Regions from separate parts of the Sus scrofa genome. Here all the other regions are linked to region 1. Evidence: chromatin contacts called from public Hi-C and HiChIP or PLAC-seq data. All regions are on one chromosome and are shown on one strand. Each heading gives the region's core, a stretch centred on a gene start, on an enhancer-like site or on the middle of the called end of the contact. The rest is flanking DNA. Distances are from core to core; before and after follow the strand shown. Region 1 holds the start of SPATS2L (spermatogenesis associated serine rich 2 like). Region 2 overlaps SPATS2L (spermatogenesis associated serine rich 2 like). Region 3 overlaps SPATS2L (spermatogenesis associated serine rich 2 like).

What was found. Hi-C and Micro-C count contacts between places; a contact is called where the count stands out from the background. HiChIP or PLAC-seq counts read pairs in DNA pulled down with a chosen protein or histone mark.
Region 2: a contact with region 1 is called in an H3K27ac HiChIP or PLAC-seq map of alveolar macrophages. The contact joins the enhancer-like site here to the promoter of SPATS2L in region 1. A contact is called at or near these places in 2 of 5 promoter capture datasets (liver and skeletal muscle), 5 of 47 Hi-C or Micro-C datasets (brain, embryonic fibroblasts, fetal skeletal muscle and 2 more) and 2 of 2 datasets of contacts at active chromatin or transcription factors (alveolar macrophages and skeletal muscle).
Region 3: a contact with region 1 is called in a Hi-C map of embryonic fibroblasts, with 1.8 times the contacts expected there. The contact joins the enhancer-like site here to the promoter of SPATS2L in region 1. A contact is called at or near these places in 1 of 5 promoter capture datasets (fetal skeletal muscle), 6 of 47 Hi-C or Micro-C datasets (embryonic fibroblasts, fetal heart ventricle, fibroblasts and 2 more) and 2 of 2 datasets of contacts at active chromatin or transcription factors (alveolar macrophages and skeletal muscle).

The regions. Positions count from the first base shown.
Region 1 is chr15:103,878,109-103,881,367 of Sscrofa11.1, reverse strand. SPATS2L (spermatogenesis associated serine rich 2 like) reads right to left here and starts at 1,902. Exons shown (of 13, transcript NM_001177916.1): 1 at 1,832-1,902.
Region 2 is chr15:104,022,257-104,025,766 of Sscrofa11.1, reverse strand. The region is part of intron 8 of SPATS2L (spermatogenesis associated serine rich 2 like); the gene reads right to left. Among named protein-coding and RNA genes, the nearest start is that of KCTD18, 75 kb to the left of the region's middle. Within about 2 kb of position 1,841, at least 15 of the 83 cell types and tissues checked have an H3K27ac peak or open chromatin away from gene starts, as enhancers often do. A contact at or near this core is called in alveolar macrophages, fetal skeletal muscle and skeletal muscle, where this site is marked.
Region 3 is chr15:104,051,143-104,054,552 of Sscrofa11.1, reverse strand. SPATS2L (spermatogenesis associated serine rich 2 like) reads right to left here. Exons shown (of 13, transcript NM_001177916.1): 11 at 1,659-1,761. Among named protein-coding and RNA genes, the nearest start is that of KCTD18, 46 kb to the left of the region's middle. Within about 2 kb of position 1,947, at least 19 of the 83 cell types and tissues checked have an H3K27ac peak or open chromatin away from gene starts, as enhancers often do. A contact at or near this core is called in alveolar macrophages and embryonic fibroblasts, where this site is marked.

The DNA.
Region 1 (3,259 bases), core at 653-3,152:
TCCAGAAGGCAGCTGTAGGCTTCATTTTCAGAATATCTTTCAAAATAACCGGATTTGTTACTTTAATATTTTTTTTTTCCCAGAATGAAGCAATTTCTGACTTCCTGTCCCTCCTTTCCCTGCCATATTGCACATCTGCTTAATCTCTAGAAAACAGAATCAATAAGAATGGCCATGGACTGTTCCTTTAAGACAAACTAAATCAGTCATAAAGGTCTCACGATCTTACTCTTTCAAAGCCTCTTCCTCTGCATAGGTTCTAAGATTTGTCTTTTTTTTTTACTTTCGAGGGTACTGGTAAAAGTTTTTAATATAATATTAATATTTTAAAAAAATAAGCAAGTGAAAAATAATACACATAACACTATGTAAAGAAAGAGACTGAGGTTCAAGGTTTTGCACTCGTTCTCAAGCTACGTACAGATTCTGTAATACAATCAATCAAAGGGAAATGCACAGAAACAATCTTAGGTCTCCAAAACCTTGGCATCTGCTAAAACCAGGACTTTCTGGGAACTGAAAGCTCAAGAAGTTCACAAACACACACACCAACTCCCCGCAGGAAGTGGAAACCTCCAGTTGAGGTTTCAGTAGCATCCCTGTCCAGGTAAAGTCTCAGCCCTTCACATCCTACATCTGCAGTAAGTATTAACCACCGAATAGACTGCGAGCGAGCGGGGCCGATCTTCAGAGACAAGGAAAACTCAAGCTTATGGAGAAAGCGAGAAGACCCTCTCCATCTCCGGAACCACCGCTGCCTTGGGCTCTAGCCGCCACCGCCGATTCTGGGTCCACCCTCCCAGAAGCGGCTGAGCGACCACTTCGTCCTGCGGCCGGGTCGTTCGGCATCTACTCGCGTCACCCCGCGTGCAACGGCGGCGAGTGTGCGGGCGCTGGGGGCCGCCGCATCCGGCTCCCGCTGTGAGTGCGCCAAGGGGCGCAGGTTTCCCGGGTCCCGCGGCCCCCGAGCCAGGCAGTGATCGACGGAGAGACTGTGCCGGCGCAGGCAGTTCCGAGCGATAGGGCGGCGGGAGGGGGTGGGTCTCCGTCCGTCCAGCGGATGGAAGGGGGCGCTCGCGCGGGGGAGGGCAGGCGAGGGACCGCGACCGATTCAGATCCGGGGCGGGCGGGTCCACGTCGGAGCGCGGCGGCCACACGCCCGCCCGGGGCGCGCGAATGTGCGCGGGACCCGGCGCCTTCTCCCGCCCGCCCGCCCGCCCGCTTGCTAGCCCGCGCCGGCCCGAGAAAGGAAGGACGGCGACCTCCGTGTCCGGTCCGCGCCGCCTGCCCGCGTCGGCACCGAGCTGGGGCCACACCCAGCGCCTGGGGAGGCGGCGGGGACTGGGCGGCCCAGGCTGCGGATCGCGCGGCCGAGGCTGAGCCACCGTCCCGGCCCCGCAGGCCCCGCGGCGTCCGCCTGAACCCCGAGTCCCGGCCCGGGCCTGGCAGGCGGGCAGGCAGGGAGTGGGTCCCAGGCGGCGGCGGCCTGGGATGCCGAGCTTACCTCTGTGCGGAGGGCCAGCCGCTCCGTCCCGGGCAGGGGAACGGGGATCAGGGGCGCAGTCGCCCGGGGAGGCGCGGCGGCGGTGGCTGCCCTGCGGCGCGGAGGGCGGGCGGGGCGGGAGCTGTTGCCTGGGCCGCGCGCCGTCCGGAGCTCGACCCGCGCTGCCGGCGCTCGCGGTGGAGGGCGCAGCCGGCTCGGCCCCCGGGGCTAGATTCCTTCACTGACACAACTCTGAGTCGGCCAGCTCCACGCAGGGACACTCCCGCCCCTCGCAGGCTGCCCCCGCCCGTCGGCCGGCCGGCCAGCCCGCCCCTCGGTGTCACTCACCCAGGCGCACACACCCCGAGCCGGCGCCCCTCGCTCCCGCTCGCACACACGGCGCTGCTCACGCCTCTCTCGGGTTTTGTATCCGCTCACACGCACGTTCTGACACAGATCCCTTCCCTCCACACGCCCTCCCTAGCTCCTTTCCCACCCCACTTTCTAGAAGGATCCCCGTGCAGCTTCCGCACTTTGCTTGCTTGTCCCACACCAACCTCCTCGGCTTTCCCCAAACCCCCGCCTCACTTATACTGCCCCTGTTATTCAAAGATTTTGCCACAACCCGCACGTGTTGCAGGAGAAGCAGCTTCCCATACCCAGGAGAGTGAACTTTGCTCCCCCCAGCAGTCTACAAATGCAAGATGCTTCCCTTTTTAGAAAGCACTAATGCTTCCTGGTGCGGAGCCAAGCTCAAAATGTAAACAAAGGTAGCCGATTCCGAAATGACCTGAAGAACCAGACGCGGAGAAAGTACTGGGTTGGGTCTGACCCTAGAAATGCGGCTAACCCGGAGCGTCCCAGCCCCTCCCTTTCGCACTGGAGGATGGGTTGCTGTAAACGTGTGTGATAACCAAGTTCCAGATAGACACCGTGGGCAGCAGCCCACGGATTTGTGCTTGGGAGTACAGTAGTCGGGAGAGTGAAGGCAGTTTCTCAATCATTATTCATGATGGAAGCACTTTAGATAACACACCTCTTCCAGAGGCAGTAGAGTGAAATGCGGGCAGCTCTCCAGTTCAGTTTGTTTTAATTTTTTTTTTAAGGGAGACTTAGCCTCCCTTTTTCTCAATCACCAATAACTGTTTCTCAGCAGCTTCTCGGATCAAAGACCCTTACAATTACGCAGACCAGAGTGCCTTATGCCTCTCGCGCTCCAAACTCAAAGGGCCTCCTGAGTGTACAGCAGAATGGTATATCATCCGATGCTCAGGAGTTCATAATTTGAAATTAGATGCAAACAATTTTCCGGCCAGGTTCCAGTCTGCTAACATAATGTGCCCCCGTCGACAAAGCACCGTCTTAATAAGGGATAAAAGGAGCTGAAAGTAAAGGAACTCATTTTCTTATGGGAGCTGTGGCAGTGGTTCTTGTTACACTGATGGGCTTGTGGATAGTATGATGTATTTTAAAATATCTGTAACTGCTTCCTAAGTATTAACTTAGGTAATCCTTCAAACAGTCTACTCAGGTAGATAGTATATTTGAGCTTTTTTATAGATAAAGAAACAGACGTGGAGAGGAAAATTGGTAGAGGGAGACTTTGAACTTACACAGTCTAGTCCCAACTGTGCTACAGATAGGATAAGCAGATTCTAGAAGCCATAATACATGTAAATATAAAGGGTAAACATCATAATTTTTTATTTTTGTCTTTTTGCCTTTTCTAGGGCCGCTCCCGCGGTGGCTGGAGGTTCCCAGGCTAGGGGTCTAATC
Region 2 (3,510 bases), core at 592-3,091, 140 kb before region 1:
ACCATCTTCCGTTTTCTTTAGGAGTGCTTTTAATGAGATGTTAAATTGACAATAGCACCTAACAATTTTTACAGCTCTATTTTGTAATCCTTTCTCCCCCAGCATATGGCAAAACTCTCAAGTATTACTCTCCTTCCCCAATGTTTTTTTTTTTTTTTCTTTCCTTTTGAATTTAATGTTTTATTGCTCCTTTAAAGCCGTCAACAACAACTTGGACATGCACACACACACAGATTTGTGATGAGACGCTAGACTAGTTTGCACACAAAGCAATTAAACCTGGCAGCTATGATTCCGAAGGATGCATATTTTCCAGTTGTGGTAGGGGGCCAATCATATAGAAGAGAAACCAGCTGTTTCATGTTAGTTCCTGATGTGACTTTTCACACAGACACTCATGTTGCAAGATTTATTTTCTGTGAAGACATATGGTGAGGGTATTGTGTCATCTTTGTTCCCCTCTTCAATCTCCAGTTCTGTCTGGGAAGATGAGAAGGATCCATGTAATGGTCGTTTAGCCCTGTCTAACTGTGTCCTGGTGAAGTGCCAACTTGGATGGTAGAAATTAGCAACTCAATGGTTTTGTTGAATAACATACTGAGCAAAGTAGTCCTCCCAGCCAGATCGGGAAGGATAAGCGTTTCCTTCATTTTCCCAGATATTTGCTCCCTCCGTACGGAGCATGTGCAAACAAGTGTTTTCTCTCAACCTCACACAATCGCCATTCCCGTGAACCCCAGTAGTCTTTGGGTTCACCTCCTGAAGCTGGCACAGTGAATGGTGAGAACTTATTACTCGAGAGGGTCTGCTTATTTCTACATGTCTACTGAGTGCTTTGGTGGAGAAAACGGGGCAGCCCCAAGGAAGGGGAGGGGAACTGGCAGTGGGACACATACTACGACCCTGTAGCTTGTGCACCAGATGAGTCAACATCTGCCTCCGAACCAGCACTCCTCCGAATCTGGATGTACCCTACGATGAAACCCTGAGGTTTCCATAGAGCTGTGTTGAGAAGTCTCTCTAGTGCTTAGAGTTCGTGATTTCACCACCACCAGGAAAACTTCTTTTTTTTTTTAAGCATTTAAGCTGCCTTCTTCAATTCGGTGACCTGCTATTTTTCAAGAGCACCACAATCCCTAAAACTTATCCTTTGCTCCTCAGAAAATGAGAGAGGCTTAATTCAAGTCCATCACCCTGTTGCCTGGGCTGCAGGCGTATTTCAAACAGAGGCAAAGTTTTCCCCTTCGGCATAAAGGCATGCAAATGGTTGATTAAAAATACTTTAGTTTTATGTTTAAGTTCACATTTATGTAATCATTTGGGGATTACAAATTAAGGGTTAGGTCAGAAAACAAGTGGTGATGTTTTCTCATTTGGTAGCAATGGCATACAGAAAAGAGTTGATCCAAATTGCGCCTTCTTCAGTTTGGAGGAAAAGTGCCATTTTGTCAAGCATAAGTGACTTTTAAACAGCCGAGTTGCTTGGCAGAGCTCATTCAGAAGGGATCCTTTCCGTCAGTTTAAAATGCAATGTGAATTACAAGCAGAGAAAAGATACACAACTTCCCTGGCTGCTGACTTTCCTGGCCCCACACTTTCAGCTCTTGAGGAATAAAGCATTCAGAGAACCTGCTATAAATCTCAAGATGTCTCATGAGCCATACAATGTTCATTTGACTAAGGAAATAACATAAAATAAAAAATAAGAGTACTCAGAGCAGCTGGTGGAGAGAGGTAATTTGAGGTCACCACTACATTTTGTCAGTTAGTGTGTGAGTCACTCAGATGGAAGGTATCATACAGAGGCCTCAGTGCGAGAGTTTACTCTGCAACCACCACTGCGGGTCTGCTGCTGGGAGCAGCTCACTGACCCCTCCAGACAGAGGCGGGAAAACTACGACCCCCAAGAGCCAGATCTGGCCCACTGCCTCCCTGGGTGCTCTCTGGCTGCTTCCACGTCACAACAACACAGCGGAGGAGGTGCCCAGAGACCTGAGAGCCCATAAAGTTTACGACATTTACTAGAGGCCCTTTCCAGAAAGTGTGCTGACTCCAGCTCTAGAGAACCAGCCTGGAAGTTAAGTGTGTGCTTTTATATATTAGGGTAACTTCAGGATAAACTGGAAAAGTCACAGATGTGTAAAATTTAAAAAACTAGGAGTTCCCGTCATGGCGCAGTGGAGACAAATCCAACTAGGAAGCATGAGTTATGGGGCCTTGCTCAGTGGGTTAAGGATCTGGTGGTGCCGTGAGCTGTGGTGTAGATTGCAGACATGGCCTGGATCCTGCCTTGCTGTGGCTGTGGTGTAGGCCGGCAGCTGTAGCTCTGATTTGACCCCTAGCCTGGGAACCTCCATATGCCTCGGATGTGGCCCTAAAAAGCAAAATAAGTAAATAAAAATAAATTTAAAAAAATTAAAAAATACTTAAAAACTAATAATAAAAATAATAATAACAACCACAACAATGACACCTTCCATTTGTATAGCATCTTTACTTTCTCCAAGTACTTTCGAATATATTCTAGGACTCTGCTTTGAAAACTAGTGAGGTTATAATCTGGTCAAACAGAGAAGCAGTCCACTAAGGAGGGGACGTCGTGAATGGGTGGAGGGAAAATGATTCCTCACTGAATAACTGGAGGAGATGGTTTTCTCTCAAGTCCCAAGTGTCTTCTGTACCCTTGGAATCTTCCATTACATGTAGCAGATGGTTTAATAGTCAAGAATTTTAGGTTAGGTTAGTGTTCGGCTTAATTTTGAGTTTCACACGACTTTCCAATCAGCAAAAAAGCACATCAATGTCAAAAAAAGGGGACTTGGAATGGGCAAAATAGGCAGAAATTGTGATCAAATTCTAGAATCAGGGAGGCCAATAAAGGAAACATGGTACGTGAGCCGGGCCATTGTGGATACGCTTTTTCTCCATTCTCTATTTTCCTCTTTAACGCCATGACTTTCCTCTGGGAACCATGGCTCTTTGACTCTCAGTTCATGGAGTTCGGGGTTGGGGCTCCCTCCACGGCTGACTATATGGTAGGCATGTGGCTCCAGCCTGGCCGATAGGAAAACTCTGTCCCTCTAGCCACCATGACCGGTTTCTGGACAAGATGCAAGACCCAACCCAGCCAATGGAAATTAGCCCTTGGACTTTGTGTTAGAATGATGGCAAACAAAGCCCTTCCTCGGATCACAGGGGCTAAAGATTACGTACCCTTGGAGCTACCAGTGGGTTCTCTTTGCTGCTACATGGAGATGTTGTGCCTAAGAATGAGGCCAAGGATAAGCAGAACCAGGAGAAGGTGAGAGGCAGTGAGTGAGGAAAGGAGGGAGAGAGAGAGGGAGGCAGAGAGAGAGGGACTGAATCCTGAGAATATATTGGGCTTAGAACCAAATTTGCCTAAAGGAACCTCCTGGAATTTTCATGTACATCAGCCAGTAAATCCTCTCTTGTCATTAACTAGTGTGACTGGGGTTTCTGTCACTTGAAACTGAAAGAGTCCTGATTGAT
Region 3 (3,410 bases), core at 698-3,197, 170 kb before region 1:
GAAAGGACAGGGATGTATTTCTAGTCCCTTCATTTTACAGGTAAGGTGGGATGGCACACTGGGGGCTGTCCAAACATGACCAGGGGATTTGAGTGGCTCTTGGGCTAACTAGATTCACTTTCCTGGCTGGGGAGGGCCAGGGGGGAACACATTGCTATTTCTGGTTCAGTAGCTGTCGGCTTTCAATGTGCTCTCAACAAAGCTGAGAAGGAAAGGGCCTTTCGAAGAACAATTGTCTCCAACATGGGAGGCTCCAAATTCCAATGTGGACACTTGGGACCTGGGGAGGGATGGTTCCTCCCGCTAGATGGCACTGGAAGTGCTCTGGAGGAGAGCAGGTGACGCTGGATGGCCCTCCCCGCCTCAGGCGGTGACAGAGGCTCTTGGCATCACCCATTATCAGGCTGAAGTGGAAACGGTGGGGGGGGGGCAGTTAAATCTCCTCCAACCAGATAGTCTGGTTTTTTAGAAGATGGGGGCAAAATCTAGGGATGGATCATGGCCAATGAGATTCTTTCATAAGGAAGGGAGTATATAGAAAAAAAGAAAATAATTTAAAAGAGATGCAGCCCCAGATTCAGATCATTGCCTAAGATATGTGAACAAAGATGCTCGCAGCAGTGTTGTTTTAACAGTGAAAAACTGGAAGCAACCCGAATGTCAACAATCAAGGGGCTGATTATGTCAGTTGTACTTAAATAAATTATGGGTTAAATATACTGGCATGGGAACGTGTCAGCCGCGTATCGCGAAAGGATAAAAGCAAATTCTCTTACTATGTATGTCATGGAATATATAGTACATGATAGGATGTAGGATAATTACATACACTATATAATTTGCACAGTTGGTTATAGAGGCATATAAAGTGTGAGGGTTCCACAAAAGTAATGTCACCTTCTATTTAATATAGTTCTGTAATTTTTAGATCAAGCTTATATTTTTTTTCTACTCAGAAGAAAAAAGCAATTCTCACTTTGCAAACCAGTGCATCCAAATCTCAGTCTTTCAGCTTGCTATGAGGCTATGGATATTCCATGTCCTTCACCAGTCCTTCTTTCCTCCTTGAGGCTGTCCTTGAAGCCACTTTAGTGCTCATTCCCACCTCCCCTGGCGGGTGGGCTGGAGTAGGGGGGAAAGGATCAGCCAATCGTGCTGCATGTTAACTGCTCTAATTAAAGGAGAGGCTCAGGCAGTGCTGGGCAATGTGTGTGTGTGTGTGTGCGCGCGCGCGCACACACACACACACACACACACACACGACAGCTGGACCCTTCACGACAATAGCCCATTGTTTCCAGACTTATTAGAGAGATTCGCTCTCCTGTAACCCATCTCTGTAGAACCAGGCTGTTTGAAATCAGAGAGGCGGTTGATCTGGCAGCACTTAAGAAAAGTTTGCAAAAGGTATCCACTAGTTGACCTGTTCTGTTCTGCGTAATAAATCCTGGGGATTTAGTGATGGGCAGTGGCATTTGAAGACTGGAAGTTCAGATCTTGACATTTCTCATGACTTGTGTCATGACCTTAGATCATTACATCTCTTTAGACCTCCCTTGAGCCCCCGGGGGAACTGCACACCTGACATTTCTGAAAGCAGCTCCAAACAGCACCAAGCTTACTCACACAGAATTATTTAGCAAGTATACAAAACTCACTTTCTCCGCAGAGCATGATTTGGGCCTTTAGCTGTTCAATGTCACAGGAGAACCGGGCAGCTTTCCCGAGCTCTTCATCATATTTACGCTCGCTGACAAAGTGCTGCAGGGAAGAGACAGGAGCCCCGTGATTACATACAGACAAGGCCGAGGCACACTGCAGACCCATCCACGTGGCTCTCCCGCCTCCACTCGTGGTGTGAATGCATCCCCAGGTGGGAAGCGTGCCAACTCCATCCCTGGGAGGCTCTGTTAAAGCCGGCTTGGTTTTGACCTGCCTTGAGAATGATCACCATTTTGCTCTGGGAATACATGTGGATCCTGGCTTTCCCTTGCCTGGGCTGAGACAAAGCTGTGACAAGGGCAAAAATATGCGTCTGGACTCATCGACTTAACCTTTTTGCACCCCATGCTCTCCTCCTAGCACTTCCTGTCCTGCTGCAAGTTTTTCGATTGCCTTCTGGTAGCCTTCCTAATCTGGCCAATGGCCTGCTAAGGTATCATCCCTCTTGAGAAAGCATGTTATCCTTCCTAGACGTCTGTCTCCATTTTAATTGGGAATCAGGAAGTCCAGGAAGGCTTACTAACTGGAAACCATTACCTTGAATGGTAGAATTTCAAGTGCTGTTAAAGGAAGTGGGAGAGAGATTACTTTTCAATTCGTTTAAAATTAAGATCTATATGTGGACGACAGAGTGAAGAAATACAGAAACCACGATGGCTTGGTCCCTCTGCGAGTTTACCAGGGAGTTAACCACATGTCAAGAGAGACATACCACTGTGCATACTAGAAGGTAGTAGGTGCTTTAAGAATATAAAAGAGGAAGGAATTCTTTCCTACTGAGGAGAATGGGGAAACAGTTGTGTAAGAGGAAGCCCTGAGCTGGAACATTAAAAGAAACATTGAAAACTATTTCCCCAACATGGGCCAAATTCTTAGCCGATAATCTCATTTTCATCTGATCACATTAGTATGAAGTCAGCACTATTATTAACTCTAATTTACAGAGGGGGAATTGAGGTTCTAAGAATCAGAGGGAATATGTAATTTATTCAAGGTTGTAAGAGCTGAGCAGTTGCACTCCAAAGCCTGGGCTGTTAACCATTTTACAATGAATGGGATTTGGAGAAGTAGAAATGAAACTGGGAAGATGAGTGGATTTCAATAGACCAGGAGCTGGCAACTTCGTATTCCTCACTTGATGTTTGAACAAGGGAGAGATGGATGCTGGAATATGTACGCTGCAGATTTTATTTTGAGGGGAACAGGAGACCATAATGGGGGGGGTACCAGATCCGCTCTAATAGCTTGGGATTTAAGGTAGGTGACCAGGCTGGAGGGAGATAATGGAAGCAGAAAGACTAGTCAGGAGGAAAATTTCCATTGGCTGGTTGGAGGCAGCCAAGACCAGGAGAGCAAGTGAGAAGGGAAAGGCCTCTGGAACATCTCAGGACCTTCAGAGGAAGTTCATCCCCATGGGGCTCCCTTTCAAGCCAAACCAGGGCGGAGGGGACCAAAAAGTCACTTGCCACTTTCTCCTGCACTCAACCAGTTTTATGCTGGGGTGAGCAGACAATCCTACTTATAAAGCTAGCAGCAAATGTGACTGTGAAGTAGACTAGTTCCCCAGAAGTCAGCCAGAAGCTGGAATGCGTGTGCCTGTTTGTAGGTTTAGTACATTGGGGCAAAAGAGGATAAGGGAAAATTCGTAAATCATAACTTCCTATTTTGTTGTAGATCCTTATGTTTGC